Linked DNA regions of Mus musculus: all the other regions are linked to region 1. Evidence: chromatin contacts called from public HiChIP or PLAC-seq and promoter capture Hi-C data. All regions are on one chromosome and are shown on one strand. Each heading gives the region's core, a stretch centred on a gene start, on an enhancer-like site or on the middle of the called end of the contact. The rest is flanking DNA. Distances are from core to core; before and after follow the strand shown.

Evidence for each region. Promoter capture Hi-C pulls out the DNA fragments that hold promoters and counts their contacts. HiChIP or PLAC-seq counts read pairs in DNA pulled down with a chosen protein or histone mark.
Region 2: an H3K4me3 HiChIP or PLAC-seq map of forebrain shows a contact between it and region 1, with 11 times the contacts expected there. The contact joins the enhancer-like site here to the promoter of Sorcs3 in region 1. A contact is called at or near these places in 2 of 39 promoter capture datasets (hippocampal neurons and liver), 2 of 115 datasets of contacts at active chromatin or transcription factors (embryonic forebrain and forebrain) and 1 of 9 other capture datasets (embryonic stem cells).
Region 3: a promoter capture Hi-C map of hippocampal neurons shows a contact between it and region 1, with 32 times the contacts expected there. The contact joins the enhancer-like site here to the promoter of Sorcs3 in region 1. A contact is called at or near these places in 5 of 39 promoter capture datasets (the 3T3-L1 cell line, cranial neural crest, frontonasal cranial neural crest and 2 more), 1 of 484 Hi-C or Micro-C datasets (cerebral cortex), 6 of 115 datasets of contacts at active chromatin or transcription factors (embryonic forebrain, embryonic hindbrain, embryonic limb bud and 3 more) and 1 of 9 other capture datasets (embryonic stem cells).
Region 4: a promoter capture Hi-C map of hippocampal neurons shows a contact between it and region 1, with 13 times the contacts expected there. The contact joins the enhancer-like site here to the promoter of Sorcs3 in region 1. A contact is called at or near these places in 3 of 39 promoter capture datasets (the 3T3-L1 cell line, cranial neural crest and hippocampal neurons) and 5 of 115 datasets of contacts at active chromatin or transcription factors (embryonic forebrain, embryonic hindbrain, embryonic limb bud and 2 more).

What each region holds. Positions count from the first base shown.
Region 1 is chr19:48,204,677-48,207,376 of GRCm38.p6, forward strand. It overlaps Sorcs3 (sortilin-related VPS10 domain containing receptor 3), which reads left to right and starts at 1,349. Exons shown (of 27, transcript NM_025696.3): 1 at 1,349-2,121. The coding sequence starts at 1,504.
Region 2 is chr19:49,859,533-49,862,360 of GRCm38.p6, forward strand. No RefSeq gene overlaps it. Among named protein-coding and RNA genes, the nearest start is that of Gm26629, 820 kb to the right of the region's middle. Within about 2 kb of position 1,434, at least 13 of the 459 cell types and tissues checked have an H3K27ac peak or open chromatin away from gene starts, as enhancers often do. A contact at or near this core is called in forebrain and hippocampal neurons, where this site is marked.
Region 3 is chr19:49,538,318-49,541,017 of GRCm38.p6, forward strand. No RefSeq gene overlaps it. Among named protein-coding and RNA genes, the nearest start is that of Gm26629, 1.1 Mb to the right of the region's middle. Within about 2 kb of position 1,369, at least 1 of the 459 cell types and tissues checked has an H3K27ac peak or open chromatin away from gene starts, as enhancers often do. A contact at or near this core is called in hippocampal neurons, where this site is marked.
Region 4 is chr19:49,563,884-49,566,642 of GRCm38.p6, forward strand. No RefSeq gene overlaps it. Among named protein-coding and RNA genes, the nearest start is that of Gm26629, 1.1 Mb to the right of the region's middle. Within about 2 kb of position 1,293, at least 6 of the 459 cell types and tissues checked have an H3K27ac peak or open chromatin away from gene starts, as enhancers often do. A contact at or near this core is called in hippocampal neurons, where this site is marked.

The DNA of each region.
Region 1 (2,700 bases), core at 99-2,598:
TCCTAAAGGTTGTAAGCCACGTCTCCAGCCAGCCCTCAAGCTTAGCACCCCTCTCTCCACCTCACCAAAGTCTCTGTCTTCCTGAGGTCTGGAAGAGTCCCAGTCGCATCAGGCGCGCATACCCTCCTGCCACGGGGGACAGGGGACCTGATAAATGCTTGCTGCTTTGGGCAGGGGACCTTCCAAATAGTGGCAGACACTTTGAAACAAGTGGCCCTGCTCAAAAGCGCGTCTGGGGGTCAGAAGGGCAAGACCTAGCAGTCCCTGGCAGGAAAACAGGACCTGGATCTACTACTGTCCTCCCACATCTAGTGTAGGGTCCCCAGAATATCAGCCTTTGCTTTGCCCGGCGGCTTTCAGGCTCGCTTTCCAGACCTCCAGGCGGCTTAATCTGATGACGCCCACAGGTGCTGGAGGACCGTGCCTCATGAAGAGGGGTGCTACCCTTGTTCTCCACATTGCCTCTGACCACTCACAGGCTTCTGGATGTGCAAACAGCCTATGCGTGATTCTCGAGCACCCACGGCCGGAGCGCACCTCGCACTCCGCCCCGCCCCGCCCCGCCGCTCTCACTCACACAAGCCAGTGTAAACGCGCACGCAGGGAGCCGCGCGCCCCCGCACACCCAGCAACACCCCCCCCCCCCAGCTCAACCAGGTACCGACCCCCCAGGCGCCCTCCCTCCAGCCCTGGAACACCCTGGTCTCCCTCTCTCCCTCTCTCGCCTGCGCGCACGCACGCGCACGCACGCACTCCCCGCGCCCCCGCACCGGGAGGGGGCGCAGGCCTCCGGGGGCGGGGAGCCCAGAGCAGAGTCGTGGGTCCATCCCGCGCTTGGCTTCAGAGCGGTAGCTCCCGCCTGGCCCTGGTCTCCAGATCGAGAACAGTTGGCAGTGGAGATAATTTACTCCTCCTTCTCCTCCCGGAGACCCTATACTTCCCGCACGCCGTCTCCCGCTCCCAAGAACAGACCGAAGAGTGAATCCCCAAACGCAGCCAGGAGCGGCTTCCCAACTCCGCGCCCGAAGCTGGCTGGCTGGTGGTTGGATTTCCGAAAGACTCCGGATAAGGGTCTGCTGTGAGCCCCCCCCCCCCCTCCTCCAAGATCCAGCTAGCGTTGCCCATTTTAAGAGGATTTCCCTATTCCCTCTGAACACTCCTTTTCACAAATTTTTTAAAAGAGGTCGGTGGAAAAGATTGGGAGGGGGGGCATTTTAACAACAGCATCAAACCGGCCAGAGCATCGAGAGAGCATTTAATAAACTGCCTTTGGGTTTTGGAATCACCCTCTGGACCTGGGAGCAAGCGATCCAGAGGGGAAGAGTGTAAGGGACAGGCGAACCACCTCCTTCCCGGCCGCCCCCTCCTCATTCCCCTGACACACTCGCTAGCTTGCTTGCCGGCGCGCGCATCCCTCCAGCACCCCCCACCCCCCCTCCATCGGACCCGCACCTCGGCGGGCGCCACACACTCGGCAGCCCGAGCCGTGGTAGCCGCAGCGGGATGGAGGCGGCAGGCACTGAGCGCCCCGCAGGCTGGCCCGGGGCACCCCTCGCCCGGACTGGGCTGCTGCTCTTGTCAACATGGGTCCTGGCCGGCGCCGAGATCACTTGGGGCGCGACAGGAGGTCCGGGGCGCCTGGTGTCCCCGGCTTCACGACCACCAGTGTTGCCTCCTCTCTTGCCACGGGCAGCGGAGAACCGGTGGCCTGAGGAGCTGGCATCTGCACGGAGAGCCGCTGCACCGAGACGCCGGTCCAGGCTAGAGCCACTATCCCAGGCGAGCCGCGGGGAGATACGGACTGAAGCTGCGGGAATGTCGCCTGAAGGCGCTAGGTGGGTCCCGGGCATTCCATCTCCTAGCCAGGCGGGCAGTGCGAGGAGGACTCGCCGGGCGCAGCCCCCAAGCCCCCTGGAGCGCGGGGACTCTTGGGCTACTGCTCTCGCAGATGGTGCCAAAGGAAGCCGTCCTCACACCAAGGGTTCGCGAGAGGAGGTGAGGGCGACGCGGACTGGAGGAGCGTCCACTGAGGAGCTCCGGCTGCCCAGCACGTCTTTTGCACTGACCGGGGACTCGGCTCATAACCAAGCCATGGTGCACTGGTCGGGACACAACAGCAGTGTGAGTACCCATCTGGCACAGATCGCTAGTCTCCTGACAGCCGAGGGTAACGGTAATGGGAGGCGGGGGGTGGTGGGGGGGGGGGTGAGGAGAGGGGCGAGGGACAGATAGTTTCTCAGGGTCCAGAAGGAGAATCAGAATCCCCGGACTTTTAGAGAGGGGTTTGTCCTGCCCACTTCACGCCCCCAACAGGTTAGCCGAGTTTTGTTATAAGATGGCGTGTGCATCTGTTTACTGAAGACCCCAGTACTGAGGCTGTCTGGAGGGCTAAGAGGAAAGTGTGTCTTAAAAGCTGTCTGGGTGAGGAATCTGGTCACTCTCTCCCGCATCCAGGTCGGAGAGTGACTTTTTCTTTTCTGGGGAAAGGATGGATGCTTGAATTCGTGAGTGTAAACATGGGCTGATGTGGAGAAATCTCTAGACAAATTCCCGAGACTGGAGGAGCTCCCTTTTAGCCCTGGGGTCATGTGAAGGGAACCAGGGAGCTAGGGAGACTGAGGCCACAGGGACAGCAGAACACTTGTTCATTTTGGGGTCGCTGCTCAGCACATGACGTTCTAGCCAGGCTGGGAGCCGGGC
Region 2 (2,828 bases), core at 184-2,683, 1.7 Mb after region 1:
AAACAGTTGCAAAGTGGAATTTAGAAAATATAGCTTTCTATAATAGTTTTAGAAGGTAGAGATATGACTCAATAGTTAAGAGCACTCGCTGCTACTGCAGAGGATCTGTCATGTACAAGGCAGTTCACAAACATCTATAATAGTAGGATCAGGGTATCCGATGCTCTCTTTTGCCTCTGAGAATATAGTAGGCATGTGGAACATAAACATACATGTAGATAAACCTCATGTACATAAAATACAAATAAACATTTTTAAAAAGCATGACTTTAAAGCATAAATTCATTCTTGTGTGTTCTTTTCAAGTCAGCATAAAGTGTTCTTGATAGCTCAAGATTCCCACGTTAGTCTTTATATTGCTTTGTTACTATTAAGAATATTTAAAATTTTTTCAATGTCACTTAAGACAGAATTATATAATGATATTCTTAGATGCATAGGTTTCTTTTGCATATATTTTCTTATTCTCTTGTCATACAGATCTTTCTCTTGTTTGGTTAGAGTTACTCTAAGATTTTTTTTTATTATTTTTGAATATTTTGAAGGGTGTTGCTTCTGTATTTTCTTTCTCTGTCCATTTATCATTTGTATAAAGGAAGGCTACTGAATTATTTGAGTTAATTTTATGGACAGTCACTTTGCAGAATCTGTTTATCAGCTATAGATGTTCTCTGATAGAATTTTGGGGGTTGCTTGTTTCTAATATTTTAATAAATATTCTAAAAAATGGAATTAATTTTGATTACTTATCATTTTCAGGTGACTTGGGAATTAAATTTGATGTTGGATTACAAGAGCCCTCATTTTAAGAAAGGCTAACTCAAGTAACATTGTATGAGCTGTATAAACTATATGGGTTATATTTAGGAATATATATATGAAATACATATATATGTGTATTTAGAATATATTATAACAATTATTGAAAAAAAAAGAAGTCATGAATCTGAAGGAGGGCAAAGAGGGATATATGAGGGGGCTTGGGAAAGGAAAGAGGAAGGAGAAAGGTTATAATTATATTAAAATCTCAAAAACTAAAATTAAAAGAAAAAGAAAAGAAAGGGCAGTTATTTCATGAAGAAATTCCTCTGTTTCCAATGATGCTTTCTGATTTTTTTCAAAAAAAACATATACCACACATTAAAACTGAGATTTCTTACCTGTTATTAGTACTGGCTGCCAGCCTACCCATAGGAAAGTCCTTCGCTAGTTCTGCCACACAAGCCTGTTCTGGGGGAACTGGAAAAAGGTGCGTGCTTACTGAAATCTGTGGGGTAGGGACTAGGAGTCAGTTGACAGAGGCAACCTGGCTTTGGGAAGCCATTTACTGCAGATGATACTACAGGAGACAGAAAAGGCTGAACAAAGAGGAGCTACTATCACCATGTGTGCAAAAAGAGCTAGTTCCTTGCAGCGAAGCTCTGCGGCTGCTGCTACTTCAGGACAAAGCAGTCCATCCGCTCATGCGTCTCATCTGCTCACTGCAGCACAGAGCGTGTTTCCATAGAAGGGAGACTATTTTCAGCTCAGAGAAATCCAGTTTTATCTGCTCAGCTACAGAGTGTCTTTAAAGAAACATACTTGTTGAACGGACAAAGGAGAGAGGATAAGAACAGGGGTAGAAGAAAGCAGACTCATGCATAAAAACTTAGCTTCCAGGCTCAGGGCAAAGTACCCACCTGTGGTGTGATAAGATTTTTGAAAATAAAGGATTACTATTGCCACATTGCAGGCACTCAATTACAGATCTTCGAGTGACTGGAAGAGGATGATGCTAGAAGTTTATAAACATGACCACTACGAGGAATTGCTAAGCTACCATGTAATCTGAAAGGTGTAACCAGAGACTATGTCACCATCAGTATGAATTTCCTTTCCAGTGGCTGATCAGGATTGCCCACCAGTCAACTTTCGCCTTGTGCTTCTTATCACTACATAGTCTACAGCCCAGCATCTCTGGCTCTCCTTTGTGAGTTTTCTGATGACTACCAATAGGAAGTAAATTATATGGTACAAAAGAAGAAAGAGAGAAAGAGAGTATGGATTGGCAGTAGCTACCAATTAGTTGGTAAGAGATTAGTTCCTTATATTGATACATAAGGTATCTCGTTTATTAATGTATCCACAAAGTGAACATTAAAGATCTTCAAAACACATTTTAAAACGTTCAAATTAAACTATTTGCTGTTTAATTGCCAGTCACATGTCTTTAACACGAATATGTTTAAAGTGTGTGTCTTTAAATAAACACCTCCACTGGGATCACACACGTCTGAAATCAGTTCCCCATAATGGTAGCCTCTGAATGGAGCCCATAGTGCCACCCTTACCCTTCCCAGCCTTAGAGAGAGTCTGAAACCCAGCTGAAGGTGAGGAAGGCTTTGCCTACATCAGGGGTTATTACTGAATAGCAACTTACAGTAACCATTTTATCATATCCCTTTGGTAAGTGGTAACTATCAAGAGAAGTATCCATTTATTTAGATTTTCCAATTTGGTGGAGTACACATTTTTAAAGTATGTCTTTAAGATTCTCTAGATTTCCTTTGTGTTTCATGGTATGCCCTGCCTTTTAGTTTTTAATTTTCTTAATTTAGATATTCCCTCTGTGTGTTTTAAAGCTTGGATAGGGGTTTGTCTATGTTGTTCATTTTCTCAAAGAACCAACTTTTTGTGCCATGAATTCTCTGTGTTGTTATCTTTATTTTTTAATTGATTTTACTCCTCAGTTTATCAATTTCTTTCCACCTGACCATCTTTGGTATGCATTGATCTTTTTTATTCTAGAATCTAGATCAGATAATCTAGAATCTTGAGTTTTCAGTTGT
Region 3 (2,700 bases), core at 119-2,618, 1.3 Mb after region 1:
CCATTGCTTCTGCCGAAGCTGTGACTAATATAGTCGCTACATGCAAGGGACTGAAGATGATTCAAAGTCACTTCTGCTTGATCCTCAGATCTATTATCTGTTCATCATCTCCATCATCTCCTGAGCTGCATATTCTCCCCTCAAAATATTTATAAAATAGAACATTTCTGAATGAAAATTATATTACCACGATTCTACTAGCTCCTGCCAAAGCACTTTGCATATTGAAGCTCACAGAAAAAGCTGATGGAAAACAAAACACAACCAGTAGTGTTTCTCCTCCCTGGGGTCCACCCAGGAACTGTTCCAACAGAAGCTTTGAGGACTTGGAGGAATTCTGATTGAAGCAGCAATTTTAAGACACACTAGAATTTGAAGTCTGCTCTTCAAGATCCCCCTTCACAAAACCACACGTTTGCAATCCCTGTACTTGAGAATTTGAGGTAGGACGATCATAAATCAAAGGTCATTTTCAGACATACAGCAAGTTTGAGGCCAAGCTATCTTATATAACAAAACAAGAGAAGAAAAATACCTTGCCTGTATTAAACGCCAGCCTTAATCGCAAAGCCCCATTATTTTTCTGTACTATGGCTTTTGAATTTATATGATCTTACTGGATTTTCTAAGATGTATTTATTACTAAATCTTCACATTAAAATTGAAATAAACTTTTTTAAGCAATAGGCTAACGTCACTTAATGAGGCATTTTAATTATTTTTGTTATGTGACTGGAAACTCAACTCCATATCATTGTGATCCCTTTGCCAGCCATAGGAAAAAAATGCTCAGCAGAAAAAAAATGTATGCAAAAGTTAAAGTCTTGCCGGGTGTGGTGGTGCCTGCTTTTAATCCCAGCACTCGGGAGGCAGAGGCAGGCAGATTTCTGAGTTCCAGGACAGCCTGGTCTACAAAGTGAGGTCCAGGACAGCCAGAGCTATACAGAGAAACCTTGTCAAAGAAAAAAAAAAAAGTTAAAGTCTTGTATGGAACATATTTCTTAGCATATTTTTGTTCTTATCATATTATTATCTCTGGAGCTTAATTGTTCCAATCATAAGGGAGTTGTTCGCAACGAAATATATTTTGAATCTCAAATGTCATTTATTTAAATATTTACTTACATCAAACACTGTATCCCTCCTGGTCCCCCCCTCACAGAGCCGGTCCCTACATCCCCCATCCCCATCTCCTCTGACGGGGTGGGTACCCCCCTGTGTTTCCCCACCCTGATGCATCATTCTCTGCCAGGGTAGGCACAATCCTCTCCCAATGAGTTTTTTTCACTCCATTGGGAATGGCAACTTTATTTATGTATGGTATCCTCCAGTTGGCCAGCAGAGGGAGTGAGGAGTACTTTGTAAAAAGCATCTTTCCTTTTAGCCGGGCCAGGTCAATGTCGCACAGATTAGCTTCGTTTAGAATCAGTGATTCTCCTCCCAACTGTGTGATGAAGAAGGCATTGCATCTCCTCTTTCTTCCAATTTTATGGACCAGTGTCTCCTCTGTACAGAACCTATTGGAAAGAGCAGTTCGCCATGAACTGTTCACGGCTTTCAAATCAGATTCATCAGTTCACAGTTTATCAATAATTTATTCACACATTCACACGTCCCTTCATTTGTTCACACAGATGGGTATTTAGCAAAGGCTTATGAGCCTGTAACTGTGCAATTAGAAATGAATCACGTTTGCAGGAGTGTGCAGGAAGATTAAGAAAAATAATAAAAGACTACAGAAATTCAAGGGGTTTGATATATCTTTTAGATGCCAGTTTGAAGTCAGCACCAGAATGATGCTAACAAGCCATTTAATTATCTGACTTCTCATTAGTGATAATTCATTAACAAGCCAATATTGTAGATGTCTGTTAATCACCTTCTGGATATGGCTCCCTCTGGAGGACCGTGAAATGAGCGCCTCAATCTATCAGAACAGCTTTCGATCCTTTCCCTTGCATTAGCTAAACAGCAAAGTGAGTTGACATAGCCACATTTGATCCTTGCAGTGGTCCTGCATGGAAATTTTACCTGGGTGAGTCTTCCACTAACTCTATAGAATAGGGAAGTTCGGGAGCTGGGAGCTGCTGAGTAAACGGAATTAGAATATACGTTCCTGATTTCTAATACAGTCTTTCAAGTACATTCCCACAAAGTCATGAACTAGAAACTTACTCCTAAAACTCATATTGATGGCACCTGGAGGTGGGGCCTCTGGGAGGTACTTAGAGTTAAATGAGGTATAGAACCTCTATGATAAGATTAGTGGTGTTATATAAGTCAAAGAGAAACTAGAACAAGGTCATCTCATTCTATCCTTACTGATGTCCTCTCTCATAGCATCTGAAAAGGGTTTGGAGCCTGAAAATTCGACAAAGGACTTCTTAGCTCTCAAAACTGTGAGAAACCTGTTTATTTTCTTTATAAATAAGACAGCCTGTGAGATTCTATTATAGTAGGAAAACGTAGACTGAGTCACCCAGCTCTTATCTATTAAGAGAGCCTTCCAATACTTAAAAATCATTTTTTTCTTATTCAATCTGATAGAGAGACTGATACCCTTGTCTCATTTAGTGTAGTTACAAACTTATTTTGCTTCCACAAGTACAGGGTATCTAGTATCTGGCTTGAAATTAACAGTGTTTAAAATGGAATATAAAAAGGTACTCACTCTATGATTTCAGGAATTAGACATATTCT
Region 4 (2,759 bases), core at 43-2,542, 1.4 Mb after region 1:
TTAGTTTTCTTTTAATTCAAGAATTTAAGCTCATTAGAAGAACTCTACATTTTTTCCCTCAGAGAATCTGTTTAAAAAATGTACTCAATGGCAATGGTGTATGTTTTATTTTAAGAAATCTAAGTTCTCACACGAAATTAACATAAAGTAAGATTTAATCAAGCAACATTTAGGAGGAAAGAGATCATGTTCATATGGTTGGGAGTTTACAGAAACATTCCCTGGGATGCTACAATTTGAGAACAGATACAGTCCCAGCTTTGAATGCAAGTAAAATTGAAATACTAGTTGACAGAGACTGGTATTAGAAAACTCAGATTCTACTCACATAAAAGTCTACATAGTCATTTATATGGAAACATTATAACACGTGTGTGTAAGTTTTAAGTGTGTATATTCTTTTTTTCTGGGGTTTATCTCTTCACTGAGAGGCTGGCATTGATCTCATTCATGTCAAGCTCAACTCCATTTCTGCCAGCCCACATCAACTCATTCATTCCGAACTGGTCTTAAAGGGAGTACATGCAATTGCCCACAGATGGAAGGACTCATATAAGGACTCACACTCCTTTCTCCTTTAATGGTTGGCTATTCTCTGTCTGTCTGCATATTTACCTGTGGATTGGGCAGTGACAACGACAGTTCATCTGACTTATAAACTAATCGGCTGAATTACTTCGAAAACAAAAACGTGACACTCTTGAAGAAGCACCTAGTAAAATGACCTAGTCTGCCAAGTGATTGGGTTGTACTTAAACCACAGACAGGCAAGTGGCTAACCTAGTGACGCTCGGTTAGTGGCTTTTTCTACTTTTTCCATATGTATGTCTTTCCCAAAGGGAGATCTAAATTGACCTTATCCTCTGCCACTCAGACTTGAAGAGCATTGAGTTGTAATATTTCGCTTTGGTTTCCTAACTGACCTCAGGGCTCAGTTCAGAATTTTTTTTTTTTTCCAAAGAGAACACTCCCACGGCATATTCCGTAGGCAGCTCTACTGAAGCATAAGTTAGTTGTGATTCCTAGAACCATCAGGGAGAAGCTAACAGTCAAGAAAACACTACTCCTGGGGCTGGCCTCTGAGCTTGTCATCTTGCTCCCTTAGCCCTGGACGAACCAAGAAATGGTTCATAAACCCCTGTCTGAGCTGCAAGGGAAACAAGGAACGTGTGCTTTGCATCGGATGCTAGCCCTGCCGTTTCCATTCAAAATTTGCTTCTGAGCAGACCAAAGAAATCACAGGATGAGGCTGTGCTCAATTATACATTCAAATTGCCTGTATTTAAAAAACTCTAAAAACAGTAATGACTTAATTAAGCTGGTAGCTTTATGGCATGCTTCTTCTCACAGCCTAATTCCAAATCCTTTAGTTCCACCGAGAAGTGTGGCGATTGGGCTGCAAGGAGGCAAGGTCTAAGACAGGAAATAAGTCATGGAAGGATCAAATCTCTAGACCTTTGGAGACCATAAAACAAGGTTCTGGGGAAGGAGAAGGAATTAATTTAGATTCCAGGGGGGATTAGAGTGAGTTTTCATGTGGTGAAGTCAGCCCTAGAGTTCAACAGCCAAAGAGGAGACATTCAGAAAACAGAAGACAGGTCTGTGTAGCAGCAGTATGGCTCGGGTGTTAAACTTGTCCAAAAGGCATCCTTCCTTTCCTGGCTCTCCGCGTCCATGTGCTTTGTAGCTAAGCATTTTACTGTCTTTAAATGGCCCTTTTGTCTTCACACAAAAGTGTTTGGTTCAGCTGAAAGGTGAACACAGGCCTAATGGATAGGGCTTATTGAGCTTCAAGCATTCTTTATAGGACCACTGTTGGATGTTTGTAAAAATCTGTTGTTTGGGCCTCTGTTGGGGGTCTTTGTGTATTTTTATGTATTTCAAGACTTAAGATTTTGAGAAATTTACTTCTGAGCTGGAGAGATGAATTACTAGGTAAGAAAATTTGCTTATAGAGACCTCTGGTTCTGTGCCTTTCACTTACATGGTACCCACAGCCTTATTAACTCCAGTTCCAAGGGATCCTTCGTCATCTCCTAGCCTGTTTGGGCACCTGCCTTGCATGCAGGGTGAATGCTCATACACATAAAACATGGGAAGAAAACGAATCTTTGAAAGAGAATTGTTGCGTGTCCAACTCGACCAGCAAGGAAAACACAACCACTGGTTCTTCTTAAAGCAGTTTACTCAGGCAGCTTCTCTCTTCAAATCCCCTGCCTCTCTGGTTACAAGTGTTTTTTTCCCACTCCAGCCACAACCACGCCCCCACCAATCACCACAGGTCACATCACCTCACCAGGCAGGCTTGCTCAGCCAATCAGGGATTAAGGGCGGGCCATCTACCAAATATGGGCTTATTTACTGCCTGGACTAGATTTCCATCTGGCTGGCCAGGGAGTCCGGAATGGCTTCCCACAGAGAATGAAAATTATTCCTCACCAAATGAATTATATTTTTTTCTAAGATATCATGTCTTAATAATAATATAATATTAAACCAGTAATTTCATTTTTCCTATGCTAAATTTGCACCATAATGTTAAGCTTCATCTCACAAATTTGCCAGGATTTAACAAAATAATGTAAATAAGACATTTAAACTTCTTACCTGAGTCTTCATCACTCACAAACTTTCTTTGAGAATAACAACAGTGGTTCCTGTTATTGCTCGGATCTTCTCTTCTACACAACTTAAAGTTATAGTAACACCTGTCAATAATAGACATGGTCCTGAAACAGATAAAGACATACTCGCAAAGG